Linked DNA regions of Mus musculus: regions 1 and 3 are each linked to region 2. A link is a contact called in public capture Hi-C and promoter capture Hi-C data. All regions are on one chromosome and are shown on one strand. The core of a region is the stretch at or near the end of the contact, and the rest is flanking DNA. Distances in the headings are between cores, read along the strand shown. Region 1 holds the start of Ntsr1 (neurotensin receptor 1). Region 2 holds the start of Chrna4 (cholinergic receptor, nicotinic, alpha polypeptide 4). Region 3 holds the start of Rbbp8nl (RBBP8 N-terminal like).

Evidence for each region. Promoter capture Hi-C pulls out the DNA fragments that hold promoters and counts their contacts. Capture Hi-C pulls out chosen DNA fragments and counts their contacts.
Region 1: a promoter capture Hi-C map of stem cell-derived epiblast-like cells shows a contact between it and region 2, with 3 times the contacts expected there. The contact joins the promoter of Ntsr1 here to the promoter of Chrna4 in region 2. A contact is called at or near these places in 2 of 39 promoter capture datasets (liver and stem cell-derived epiblast-like cells), 1 of 115 datasets of contacts at active chromatin or transcription factors (embryonic stem cells) and 1 of 9 other capture datasets (embryonic stem cells).
Region 3: a capture Hi-C map of embryonic stem cells shows a contact between it and region 2, with 2.6 times the contacts expected there. The contact joins the promoter of Rbbp8nl here to the promoter of Chrna4 in region 2. A contact is called at or near these places in 9 of 39 promoter capture datasets (the 3T3-L1 cell line, 3T3-L1-derived adipocytes, the HPC-7 cell line and 5 more) and 1 of 9 other capture datasets (embryonic stem cells).

Annotation. Positions count from the first base shown.
Region 1 is chr2:180,496,866-180,501,569 of GRCm38.p6, reverse strand. Ntsr1 (neurotensin receptor 1) reads right to left here and starts at 1,594. Exons shown (of 4, transcript NM_018766.2): 1 at 439-1,594. The coding sequence starts at 1,152.
Region 2 is chr2:181,036,367-181,040,714 of GRCm38.p6, reverse strand. Chrna4 (cholinergic receptor, nicotinic, alpha polypeptide 4) reads left to right here and starts at 1,538. Exons shown (of 6, transcript NM_015730.5): 1 at 1,538-1,723; 2 at 3,145-3,296. The coding sequence starts at 1,642.
Region 3 is chr2:180,287,812-180,292,096 of GRCm38.p6, reverse strand. It overlaps Rbbp8nl (RBBP8 N-terminal like), which reads left to right and starts at 2,218. Exons shown (of 13, transcript NM_173031.3): 1 at 2,218-2,320. It overlaps Gm29943 (a long non-coding RNA gene), which reads right to left and starts at 1,402. Exons shown (of 3, transcript XR_867153.1): 1 at 1,310-1,402.

The sequences.
Region 1 (4,704 bases), core at 345-2,844, 540 kb after region 2:
ATCCTCGGGCTTACAGTAAACAGAAGTCACTGATTGGGGCTCAAGCCCCCTTCAACAGGAGGGGAGGAAGCAGGGAGGGGCATGCAACTGGGAGTGAAAAGTTGAGGAGGAGTTGATGGCTATGCCCCGCCCCTTCCCAACCTCCTAAGAGGAGCCTTGCTGAGCGCTCTCCATATGTTGCTCAGTATGATGTCACTGGGGCCTACTTTGGGACAAGGGAGAAGAATAAAGTGCTTCTGAGGCACAGTTCTTTCCACAAGGCAACACGGCTGTGTCTCTCCCCAGGTGGTGCCTTGAATCACCGGGACTTCTGAGGTGACACTGCTAAAAGTCTCTGTGTGGCTCCAATAGAAAGAAACAGCCAGACGGGAAACCAGCTGCCCTGGTGTGCCCTCTAATGTGCCACAGCTCAGAGAGTCCCCTTTTAGATGTTCTTACCTGGATGACGACCTTGACGGTGGCTGTGTCCACCGTGGGTGTGCACACCAGGCCACCAGGGTGCTGGCCATCGGCACTGCGGTTCTGCAGGCCCATGGTGAAAAGCATGGGTACAGCCAGCAGCGCCGAGGCTAGCCATATGGCACTGATGAATTTCTTGGTGCGGCTGCGGGACATGAGGGTCTTGGCCTTGAAGGGATGGCAGATGGCCAAGTAGCGCTCCACACTCAGGCTGGCTACATTGAGGGCTGTGGCATAGGTGCAGGCATCTCGCAGGAAATAGTAGCCACGGCAGCCAGCATCCCCAAAGGCCCAGGGATGGTGCACCCAGATGAAGTTGTACAGCTCCACGGGCATGGCCAGCAGCAGGATGAGCAGGTCAGACAGTGCCAGGCTACCCAGGTGGTAATGCACAGTGCTCTGCAGGCTCTGCAGCGACTTCTTCCGCGCTAGAGTGAAGGCTGTCACCGAGTTGCCCACAGTGCCCACCACAAAAAGTGCCAGGTATACAGCGGTCACCAGCACCTTGGAATAAATGTCAGTGTTCACGTCCAGGTTGCTGTTGGGCTCCAGGATGGATTCTGAGGAATTGCCAGAACCATTGCTCAAGCTGAGCGCCAGGAGCATCGTCTCCAGTCCGAACTGTGGATGTGGGAAGGGCTGGGCACCGGGTTCACTTGGGGCTCCCTGCTGCACGGAGCTGTTGAGGTGCATGGTGGGCGCCAGATATGCGGCTTTGTCCTGCACCTTTGAAGGTGAAAGTCCCTCCAGGGGCAGATGAGGAGGCGCTCAGAGGAGAGGGTGTGGAAGCTAAGGGGGGCGTGCCGTCCGGCGGCGAAGCCAGCTATCCAGGAGATCCTGGGAGCTCTGGGGCTCGAGACGTGCCGGCTCAGGGATCCACTCTTCTTTCTCCTTCAGAGTCTGGGATCTGCTTTCCGGTTCTTCCTCGGCACCCCCCCTGGCTCCGAGCCTGCCTAGATCGGGGCTGCTACCGACCTCCAGATTCTGTGGTTGGTTCTCTGCACTCCTGGGTGGCAGCGATGTCCTCAGGACCGCGACCCTGCTGGCTTGTGCTTCGTTGGGCGAGCCTGTGGCGCAGAGAGGAGCGCACGCACGGCTGCCCAGCGTGCTCACCCTCGTTCTCCCTCTTCTGCTTGGAGCTCTTCCCGCACCCGACTTCGCACACCTCCTGCTGCGCCGGAGCCTGCCGGGCTCCTCGCGCTTCCACTGAGCTGGCGGCTGCGCGGCGCGCCCAGCAGTGGAGGAGGGTGGGTGTTGGAGAGTCAGAGACGCCACAGCCACTGTCCCCTCCCCACCCGGATACTGGCTGACGGTTGCTCCTGCACGCTCCCGGGGACCACCTGGGCTAGGATGAGTACCCCAGGAAGCAGAATTCCCTACCAGGCGAGGGAGAATGAGGGGATATTGGATCTTTCCTTTCAACCTCTCCTGGGCAGCACGATCTTTCTTTCACGATCGTTGGTCCCAACTTCTCCCACCCCAAAAAGAAAGCTCCCCGTAGCCGTCTTCAGCTCCCTTAGTGACACGAGGGTGTACTCGAGGGGAAGGCGGAGAAGGAGGCGGCACCCTGCTGATAAGTCAGGGCCTTTGTACAACTGCCTCGACCTCCTCCCTTCTGGGTGCCTGTGGGGTGCCAGAAGCACCCAGGGGGGCCCTCTAGCCTGTGAAGGGTCTGGTGAAGGAAAGCATAGAGCAGGAAGTTAGAGCAGCCCATCTCTCCACGCAGTCTCACGGTCTTAGCTGCCTTTGGGTATGATGGGACCTTCTGCCCTCCTGTAGCCACCTGGATTTGGTCACTAGCAGTGACTCTCAGAGCTGGTGCCCTGTCGTTTCAGAGGGGAAGGGCAGGTTTGTGGGCGACACAGAGCTGCGTCTGTCCTTGCAGGAAACCCTGAAGCCTGTGCACTCAGCCCAGCACAGCTTTTCTCAGGGGACCCTGCCCCAGTCAGGGACCCGGGGAACAAAGGTCTTTTCATCTTGTCCTCTTTGGCAGGGGCCCTGGCCAGAGCTTCCAGGCTTGCTGCCATCTTGCTTGCCCCAGGGCCCTTGCCTCTATTTCCCCACTTGGCTCTCTCAGCCTTTCTCCTGCCCTCTTCCTCCAGAAAACTCCTCCCTGGATCCTGGAGAGTCCCAGGGCAGGAGGGAAGGAAGGCTCAGGGATTGCCGTCCCTGCATGGACCTGGCTGGCTGTACCTGCTGCGCTGGAACTAGGGGTCCTGAGTGGGGGAGAGAAAGGGTAATGAGAGAAGTGGGTGAGGCTTTGACCCAGACCAGGGATCCCTGCGCAGCCAGCGACCCTCAGGCTTCAGTGCCTACTCACACAAAAGCTGGTGCCCTCCACAGAATGTTAACACATGAAAAGCAGTGCTTAAACACTTGGTTTCCAAAGGAAACTACTGTGTCCCCTTAAGAGAAGCCAGTACAGCAGGCTGAGGGTGTAGGGGTTGACCAGGCTTCTAATATTTGGGCAAGCCTCAGCTTCTTCCATTGTGGAAGGGAACTTGAAACCTGCCCTGATGGGTTGTGGCTGCTTGCCCATTGACTGCGGGTAAGGTGGGCTTGAGACTAGATTTGTTCTCCGACAGATTCTGTGCACCAACTTAATGAGCATGGGGAGGGCTGGGGAGGGCCTGCATGATTAGGAAGTAGTAGCACTAGGCTATATATGATCCCATGTCTCACTCCCCTGTGGTGTCCTTGGTCTCACCCAAACTCAACCACCAACAGTGCCGTCTGGCCTCCTCCATCAGGGGATTCCCCAGAGGAGGGTCCTAGACGGTGACCACAGCAGTATATCCGTTTGGCAACAGGAGCTGCAGCCACGTGGGAGAGGCCATCTCAAAGGCAGCATGAGTTCATGTTTAGTTTTCTAGTCCTGACCTTTTGGCTAAGCCAGCCTTGTGTCTCCAAAGCTTTCTTTTCCGATAGCGTCAAAGCTTTTTAAAAAAAATCATAAATGGCAACTTAGCACACATATTATGACAAGGTATTTGCTTAAAACCAGCTAGGAAAATACCATCCAGAAGCCCTGGATGTGCATAGAGATGGTGCAGGCCCTCACAGGGGCTCCCCAGTGGCCACGACTCCGGATACTTCTAGATTGTTCTTTGTGCTCTGAGCCAGGAAGGCTCACGCAGAACCTTTAATTGCACATTTTCATTTCCAATCCATGCTTCCCAACAGGTTCCCTCTCTGAGTAACATGTCATTGAGCACCTTGCACCGGAGTCAAGCCTGGATCCAGATGTGTCCATAGGTGACCCGGCTATAACACCAATCGCTCCAGCTGCACACGGACAGATCGAAGCACCTCATAGCTATGGGCAAGCAAAGCTCTAGACGCACGAGTCACCACTGTGTGGGGATCAGGAAACCTGGGTGGGCTGTAGGGAGTCCCAGCTGCTCTGGTCTGGACCCACTTCCAGGGCCAGAGCTGACCCATCTCCTCTGCTGCAAGGCCCAAGTCCACTGATTCCAGACGTAGCTAGAATACAGGATGATTTCAGCCTCCTAGGTCCCTGGTGTGATATGGATAAGGCTGAGTCCCATCATTATGTGGAATTTTAAGCTATTATCTTCGTGTGAAAGCCAAGTTCAAAGAGCCACCAAAAAAAAAAAAAGGCTGCAGCAGGCACCTTCCTAGGAGCTGACATCCTTGTTTGTGTGGTTTGATAACTGACCCTGTGACCCCCAGCACTCACTGCTCACACAGACACAGACAACAGTGGTGTCACCTACTCATTGTGTCCAACAGGCCCCAGTAAAAGGAGGCCGTGTCTGCTCAGATTCCGTGCCTCCTTTCTCTGGCCCCTAGATCACTATTATAGGAGGCTTCTTAATGAGTTCAAAATGTTAAAGAGATGGCTCATTGTCAACTACAATTGGCCTGGAGCTTGGTTCCCATCGACCACAGAAGGTGGCTTGTAACTCCAGCTCCATAGGCCCAGATCGAGCCCCTCTTTCTGGCCTCCACTGGTATCTGACTCATGTGCACACACCCCCACCCCTAATATACATAATTAAAAATAAAAGAACTCTTTAAAAAAGGTAAATGCATTTTCAATCATATTCATTGCATTAGTTATTTTTTCGCTTTCTAAGAAACCTTTAAAACTCAGACACTAACACAGCAAACATTTATTTATTTGTTTGTTTTTCTGCTTTTGAAGTGCTGGGATTGAACCCAGGACCTTGCACGCGCTAGGCAAGCACTCTGTCACTGAACACATCTCTAATCCATTTATTT
Region 2 (4,348 bases), core at 289-2,788:
AATTAGCCTTTGAGGGTACTGTGGGAGTCTGGCATACCAACACACCCTCAGTGTTTGGGCCAGCATCTAGGAGGGCACAGGAGGAGAACAATGGCCACTGCGAAGGTGATCTGCCCTGGAGGAGAGTATTTGAGAAGTCCTATTGTAGGCTTTGCTTACAGAGCGTAGGCAGATGGCTCCTGTGACCTGGAGGAGTCTGAAGGTTCCAGAGCAGGTATGTGACATATGTATTCACTGTAGGCCAGCAGGCAAGAGAGCTAGGTACACTACTGTTGGAGGGGCATACAGAGGAGGGGGGTGGAGCAAGGTAGGGAGATGGGAAAGAGGAGGGTAGGCATGGGAGCCCTGTACTGTTGGGGTTGGGGGGTCGGTACGGAAGGTCAAAGGGACAGTCAACCTCAGAGCCACCATGTCTGGGAACAGAGAGGTATGTGCTATAGGGACAGGGACAGCACTTTCTTGCCTTCAACTTCAGGATTGTCTCCATCTTGGGGCTTGGAGTCAACGGCAGAGTCTCTGGGACAAGGCATGGTTGGGATCTGGCTTTTGGTGTTGGACAGGGTTTCTTTCTTCTTGGGAACCCGTTGTCTCTCCTTCCATCACCTGCTGCTTAGATGCCCCCTCCCTCTCGCACCTCCCCCCCAGCCTCCCCCCCGCCCCCCCGCGTGCCACCAAAGCACTCTAGGAACCAAAGTACTCGAGCACCTTCTCCTTAGTGGCATCCCTCAGGACCATCCCTAGCACCCTACAGCTTGTCTCCAAGCACCTCTCCTCTCTGGCCAGTAGCTCGCTGCCCACAGAGCTGGGGTAGGGAACTGCTTTCATGCTGACAGTTTACCGAGAAGGCAGGGGCAGAGAATCTGCACGCTTAAAAAGGACAAAGATGGACCTTGGTCCCTAGCTGGCCCTGCGAAGGTCTGGATACCAGGTTCTTCTCACTAAAAAGGTGACACGGGGCCTGGGCGTCACAGGATGATTCTTGGACTTGCGGTGCAGGAGGAGGGCGGAAGGCTGATGGGGAGTGGGTTCTTTCCTCTCAGGGTTGGGCTAAGGAAGGAGACTTGTTATTTCTAAAATGCAAACAGTCACGCCAAGGAGGGGTGAAGTGATGGAGTTAGCCAGTGCCCAACAGGGCGCCCTCCTCGCGCGCACAGTCCCTGAATGCGCACCCGCAGTCTTCACGCTGCCGGCAGGGTTAGGGCTGGAGACCAGGGTTAGGGGCTCATTTCCAAAAGGCGCCGAGATGACTGGAATGACCACGGAGTCCCCAGCCCCTCCCGGCATGTCGGGAGCCTCAGGAGGACAAGGAAACTTTACCCCCACAAGGGGCAGAGCACGGCCTCCACATACCCTCGGGGCCCGGTCCGCCCCCTCCTCCCGCTCTCTCCCTCCTCCCTTCAGTCCCTCCCCCTCCTCCCCTCTCGCCGGCGGCTGGAGGCTGCAGGTCCGGGCGGGGCCGCGCCGCGGAGCCCACAACCTCGAGCTCCCGCCCCGCCGCCGCACCCCGCGGGACGAGCTGCGGAGCCCGGTTTGGGGACGAGCGGCCGCGACACGGGGCATGAAGTTGGGTGCGCGCGGGTCTCGGAGCGGAGGCGCGGTACTGCCGGGAGCCGCCCTCGTCTAGAGCCCGTTCTGTGAGCCATGGAGATCGGGGGCTCCGGGGCGCCGCCGCCGCTGCTGCTCCTGCCGCTCCTGCTGCTCTTAGGGACCGGCCTCTTGCCTGGTAAGTTTCGAAACGCGAAACGGGCCTTTTTCTCCCGGGTCCTGGCACCTAGGACTCCGGGGCTAGGGGAGAGGAGGCCCGGGGCTGCGGTTCCAAGCCGCGGGTGCGAGCAACGGGATAGCCACAGAGACTCCTCCACCCACTACAGCTTCGATGTCCTGCAGTGCTAGCTGAGCCAGAGAGGAAGGAATCAGCCTCCAAGTGCTGGGAGAGGGGGTTTGAGTAAAGGCGGGGGGGGGGGTGGTCTGACTGCATTTCGGAGCTGGAATCAGAACCTCCAAGTAGGATAGAGGTGGAGTCCACCTAGGAGGGAGGTTCCATCCAGCCAAATCTCGCCTTCAGACCGCCCCCATGTCTGTCCCTGTTTTCAGGGATCTACCCCTACCACCCCCCGGAGTTCCACCCTACCCTTTCTGCTCCCCCAGGCTTCCTCCACCTCTCTTCCTCTGAGCGGACACCTTTCACTCTAACCCGTGATGGGGCTTCCTGCAGTTATTTAATCCTGGCCTTCCCACTGAGCAGAGGGGTTATGCCTTACTGGTCGGTTCAAGACACCAGGAAGAATGAGGTTGAGGTGGGGAGGCTGGGGGGGGGGGGACTCTAGGAGTCCTCTCCTAAGGAGTTCCCATGTCTCTCAGGTGAGCAAGAGCCAGTAGACAGCAGAGGCTCCCCTCTTTCTTCCCAACCCCCTCTTTTGATGCAGCAACCCAGCAAATGGAGGTAGGGAGGCCCCCTAGCCACGTAGGGGGCCAATGGAGAGGACACAGATGGGCTGCTGGCTGGTGGAATGAGGGGGCACCCTCTTCATGAAGCAGTGTGGCGCTTATCCATGGAATCTTATATCCGTCTATGAACACAAGGTCCTGGCAGCCCCGAGGCTCTGCGTTCATTGTCAGGCTGTACCCTAGAAGCCCAGGCAGCAGGACCACTCCTGTGGACAGAGGCTCAAGCTCCTGCAGCCATGAGATGTGGTGCACAGTCCTCTTTCATTCACCACCACCACCCATCCTAGCTGCCCCATACACCTTCTGCCACCCAGCCCCACCCCCCAACCCCTGCTGTCCCTTTACATCCTTTGTCTCTGCCGGTCACTGGAGATAGGGCACTTCCATCCAAAGTGATTGTCTGCAGGGGAGCTCTACCCCATTAATTCAGTGTTCACTATGTCAGTTGTCTTGTTTTCCTGGTGGAGTGCAGGAGGGCCTGATCCATTCATTCTTGGGGCCCTGGAAAGGCTTCCTTGAGGGGAGGAGTGGAGGTGCGGGGGGGGGGGGGGGACGACGACGACAAGGCAGCATGCCCAGGGGCCTGAGGTGGAAGAGAAATCAGAAGGAAGGGCTGTGATGGCATGGGGTCTGGTGTGGGGCTAGAGCAGCAGCTTCTGTGGTCACCTGTCCTTAAACTTTCTGCCTCCCCCACAGCTAGCAGCCACATAGAGACCCGGGCCCATGCGGAGGAGCGGCTCCTGAAGAGACTCTTCTCTGGCTACAACAAGTGGTCTCGGCCAGTAGCCAATATCTCAGATGTGGTCCTTGTCCGCTTTGGCTTGTCGATTGCTCAGCTCATTGATGTGGTAGGTATGGGGATGCCCTGGTGTTACATAGGACAATGGGGTCACCCTGCTGGAGTTATCACACTGAGACTCCATGTGGCTGGGTTCAACCAAGGTTGCCAGCAAAATGTCATCCTGAGCCTCAGCAGGTGCTCAGCACCGGGGAAGGGAGGTGAGCACTGTAGCTCTGGACCTGTTCACAGGAAAGCTAGTGGCCATGCTTCCTAAAGTAACCAGAACACCTTTTGGAGTAAAGACCAGGAAAAGGCTTCTGTGGGTATAGGAGGGCCAGTTCCCTCCTCAGCAGCTAGGCTGTGGAAACTTTGGTTGTGGCATCCTTTGAGTGGCCACTGTGGTACACTGGGGGGCAGGCACGATGATCTCAGATCAGATTCCAGAGGCCGCCAAGTACAACCAGTGTGGAAAGCGGGGCTTGGGTGAATTGCAGACAGGTCCTGCTTATCTGCATGTGTTCATTTCCCTAGTGAAAGTCTAGGAAGACTTCTGGGAGGACGTGTGTGAGCTAGGCAGCGAACTTCCTCCAAGAAATCCTGGAGGAAGCACAGGAGACATGGTCCTGGCCCGGGGAAGTATACTGTAGGAAGCTGGTCTCACGTGAGGCTGAGTTGCTTTGTTAGGACCCAGCCTTTCCTGGCCAGGCTCAGCTGCTCCATGTCGGATTCGACCAGCCTTAGAGGAATTCAGCCATGGGTTAGTTCACACCTGTATTTCAGTACCACCCAGGGTTCTGCCCTGTTCCTGTTGGACCTCAGCATGGGTTCTCTCCTGGCTGGTAGAGTCATGCTGAGAAGACATGACCTTACCAGTGAGAGTAGTCAAAGGCCATCTGATTTAGTAACCTTGGGGTCTCCATACTGGGTTTTGCTGGGTTCAGGGACAGAGCCTGGGTTGGAGGAGAGAGACCTGTCCCTGCAGAGCCTTCAGTGCCCTAAAAGCCTGCCCCACACCCTGCTACAAGGGGAAGTGTTGGCTCAAGGCTGGCACTGAACATCTTGGGTGATTCTCGGCCATTACATGTGCTTTCCTGACAAGAGCTGAAAGCAACTATGCTA
Region 3 (4,285 bases), core at 969-3,468, 750 kb after region 2:
CTGACAGGTTAACACTGGTTAACACCACTTCCCTGTTTATCCATCAAGCCCCAAGCAGGGTCTCACAGCTGAGTGCCTACTGAGGTAGACCCTGGCAAAAGCTTTAGCTGCAACCTCACCTCAGGGTTCCTTCTGAGCTGCCTACAAAGCATACTGTGCAGACAAGTCCCTGGCCCGGAGAGATTGTGACCCAAGTCACAGAAGAGCTAGGATTCAACTGGCTGGGGCAGGACCTGGGGACCAAGGAAACGGGACAGAATTGCAGGGTCCAAACTTCAGCTCTGGTCGAGAGATAAGCCTACACTGCTGGCATGAAGCATGTGGCTTTTCCTCCCCACAGAGAATTCACCAGACCTGTGTACACACACCAGGGCATGTACACACATCCCCAGGCATGCGCACACACAGTCCCAAGGCATGCATACACAGCCTCTAGACATGCACATTCAACCTCTAGGCATGCACGCACAGCCCCCAGGAATGTATGTACAGTCCCCTAGACAGATACACAAAGCCTCTAGCCTGTAGACCCTGCCACACACATCAGAAAAAGTCCATACACATAGCACAACATAGCACCTATCGAACAGTCACGAGCTGAGGAACTACAGCCAGCTGCTTTCAAATGCCAAGACTTGTGCACCAGACCTGGCTGAGCCAGGGGCTGCTGCACAATGTCTTAGGCTAGGGCCGACAGAAGACAAAGGTATACCTCTCGTGGTCTTGGATGAAGAAAGTCCAAAAGCAGATCTGATGACAACCTTCTGTCTGTGTCACCTGGCAAAGTGGGGCAGAGCTCTCTGCTCTCTGTAAGAGCACTGGTGCTATTCATGGGGCTCTGTCCTTTATGTCCCGATTGCCACCCAAGTCCCCAAGTACTACAGCCTCGGTGTTAAGAAGTCAACATATTGGGGGAGGGGGGGGTGCACTTCAGACATTAGCCAAAAACAGGCAAAGCCTCTGTCTACTTGCACACAAGTCCCCTTTCTCTCAGGCTGAGCCCACAGGGAACATGCCCTCTCCCTCCTGTGGAGCCCATGCAACGAACAGATACACACGTGCTGAGCAGGCAGACACCTCTCACAAAGGTCCAGACAGAAGGTAAAGAATATGCAATGTGTCTCTAGTGCTCTATAGCCTAAAATCTTCCTCTTCCTGGAGCCTAGACAGTCATCCTTACCTAAGACCATCCATTCTCACCCTAAGCTCAGGGCCAGCTGCCAGCAGCAGGAAGTCTTCTATCCTTCAAGACCCAAGACTTCCTCCTCTCCTAGTCAACGTGGTTGCTCTACAGACCCTCATTACCTACCTTCTGTGGCTCCGTGTGTGAGCGAGGGAGCCTGCTTGCTTCTGGGCAGAGTCAGGCAAGCTGGAGTAAGAGATGTTGAAAGGCACGTGAGCGAGAGAGAGAAGGGGGCAGGGCATCCATAGCCTCAGAGGACTCTGTTTCCTGCAGGAGTGCAGCCACAATGTCACTGTCCAAGCCAGCCCCTGCCCTATGTGTCACGCCATGGTTCTACTCATCAGGGTCATCCTGAAATCCAGAGATGCCCATCCACTGTGATACCCACAACCTGAGGCTTAGCCCCTAACCACCTCTACCAATGAGCAGAAGCCAGCTGTCTGTCTCAGGAAGGCCACAATGGGTACTGCAGAGCCCCAGACCCAGTGATGTCTCTAAATAGTAGTCTCCAGAGGCTCACACCCTGGGTGTTTTGTTTTGTTTTGTTTTGTTTTGTTTTGTTTTGTTTTGTTTTGTTTGTTTAATCCACAAAGTCAGGACTATTGAACTCTATCTATCCAATGTCATTCTGGCCGCAGACTAAAAATATAAAGGTTAGACAGGAAAACTTCACCTGCTCAAGGTCAACCCAAGGCAAGCTGGATGTAGATAGCATAAGGGTCCTCTAAACATCTGACTCCCGAGTGGCAAGGCCAACAGCATCTCCCCTTCCTTCATAAAGGCCCACACAGCCTGCCTGTGCTCTGGGCTGGCCAGTACTCCTGTCCAGAGTCACACAGGATGCTGCGGAGATGGTCAAGCTGAGGCACCCAGGCGGCTCGGATTAGGGAGAAACAATTCAGCTCTATGCACATGGCCAGCCGGTTCTTCCACTCTCCCAGAGATGGCCAGACCAGTCTGGCGGCTTTAGTCAGTCCCTGCCTCCTTGCAGCTCCCGGCTGGGAGAATCGGAAACCTGTCAGGCGGGTTTGGTCAAAATTCTGTCTTGCAAGTTCATACTGCTCGCTCCTATCTCTCCCGGGTGGGGATCACTGAGGACCGAGGCCCCTGGAGGTCCAAGGCTGGCCAAGTGGCCATGTGAGTACACGATTACAGCAGACAGGGCCCTTCCAGGAGCCGGGTGGACTGGAGTCGTTGGGGTGCTCACCAAGGGGGCTAGAGACCCAGCTCAGGCTTCATAGCAGGAGGCCGGAGACAGGAAGCAGAAAGCCTGGGAGGCGGGAGGCAGGGACAGGCAGGCTGGCCTGCCTTCACTGTGTGTGGTATGGAGGACTACCTGATGCCTGGTCCTGGGGACCAAGCAAGGAGGAGGAAGACTCAAGGATTTCCTGGGCAGCAATTTGGGTGCAGCAAAAGCAAAGCCAGGTATGACACTGTGGCCCCCATCTCTGCAAGGGGTTCCAGGACCTAGAAATAGGCTGGTGGCCAGCACTGTGTCTTGGATCACTCACTGTCCCCTTCCTTGTGGGTCCAGAGACTTTGCAGCCACGGAAAAGAAAGGAGCACAAAGCCAGGTCCAGCCACCCATAGCTCAGAGCATGCCTGGGGACATTGTCAGGCCCTAAGATTGAGGCAGTGGCTCTAAGTACTTCAGCAGGCATTGGGAGACAGTAAGATCAATCACTAGCCTATTCCGTCCCCCGCCCCCAGGCCTGGAAGGCGGGAGTCAGGTTGCAGGGCCCTCTGTTACCTGACCTGTTACCTAAGCTGCCTTATTTTTTTACTTGTGCCCTGGTAGGCAGTGTGCGCACAAGCATGGGGCGTGCAAATGTTCGTGCCCACCTGCCTGTGTGTACACAGCCATCCTTAACCCCGTGCAAGGGGTGTGCGTGGCGGGGGGATGGGCTGAACTTGTGCAAAGGCGTTTACTTTGGGCATGGACTCAGATGTGGGTTTCTCAAACTGAAAGCGTTGTTCTGTCTGTGGTGGCTGCCTGTCTATCGGGGCCTATGTATCAGAGAGATCCAAAGCCACCAAGAAAGCGTCTCTCGATAAAGCCCACCACCCGACTGACCAAAGCGGTTGCTAGGAGGTCTTTTTGTGTCTAGGCCATATCTCGTGTGAGCTGGTGATTGTAGATATATAACATTTCTGATCTCAAGTCTCTATCAAATAGGAGCTTCTATGGGTGACCATGATGAGATGTGGGAACACATGGGTTAGAAGCACTGTGTTCCCTGCCCAGCCCTCTCTGGAGCACACATGGAAGCTCCCGCTACATACCAGGCTCCTTCTGCCTCCCCAGTCACCACTACCAGATTTATGAATGGGAAAACCAAGGCACAACCAGACAAGTAGCTTGTCTGAAACCACTGTGGGATGCTTTGTCCGTCACAGCAGCATCCCACACAGAGAATGAGATGAGATGGACCAGCTAGACTCTGGTTGGTTCAAATCCAGCTTCTGCCTTCTTGCCTCTGGTCTGCCCCATGCCTGCAGGCTGATTCCATAGCATGAGATGCTCAGTACATCCTCCAAGGTCAAATGGGCTCCAACCACGTTCTGGTGGTGTTGCTTGGCCCTGCCAAGGTAGGCCAAGTAACAGCTTGGCTTCCTTGGCTAAACGCTGGGACGATGTTAGCTTGCCTGAGCCAGAAAATCCCTAGTGAAATATAGGTACAGAGGTACAATGTGCAACAGCAACTGCTGCTGTTACCACCGCTGTGGTCAATGCTGACTTTTGTGGCTACGTAGGCCACATCTGGTCTAGATGAATAGACCAGACCATCAGACCATCCTTAAAGACACAAAACCAGGTCTGCTGAGAGTCCTCGTCCCTTGAGGGCCTGATAAAAGACAGGGGGCTAGGCATTAAGGACAATCAGACAGGGTGGCTGTCATTGGCCTCCTCTGACTTAGCACTCCTGAGAGGGAATGAAGTCAGCTGCCATTACCCACCAGTGACATGGCCAGTCAACAGGAGGAGTCCAGGGCTCCAGCTGCCCCAGAGAACAACACCCAGATATGGCCACTGACCTAACACTTGGGCTTTGCCACTGGGCCAAATGACACTAGTCTTACTGGGAGCCACAGATGGGACCA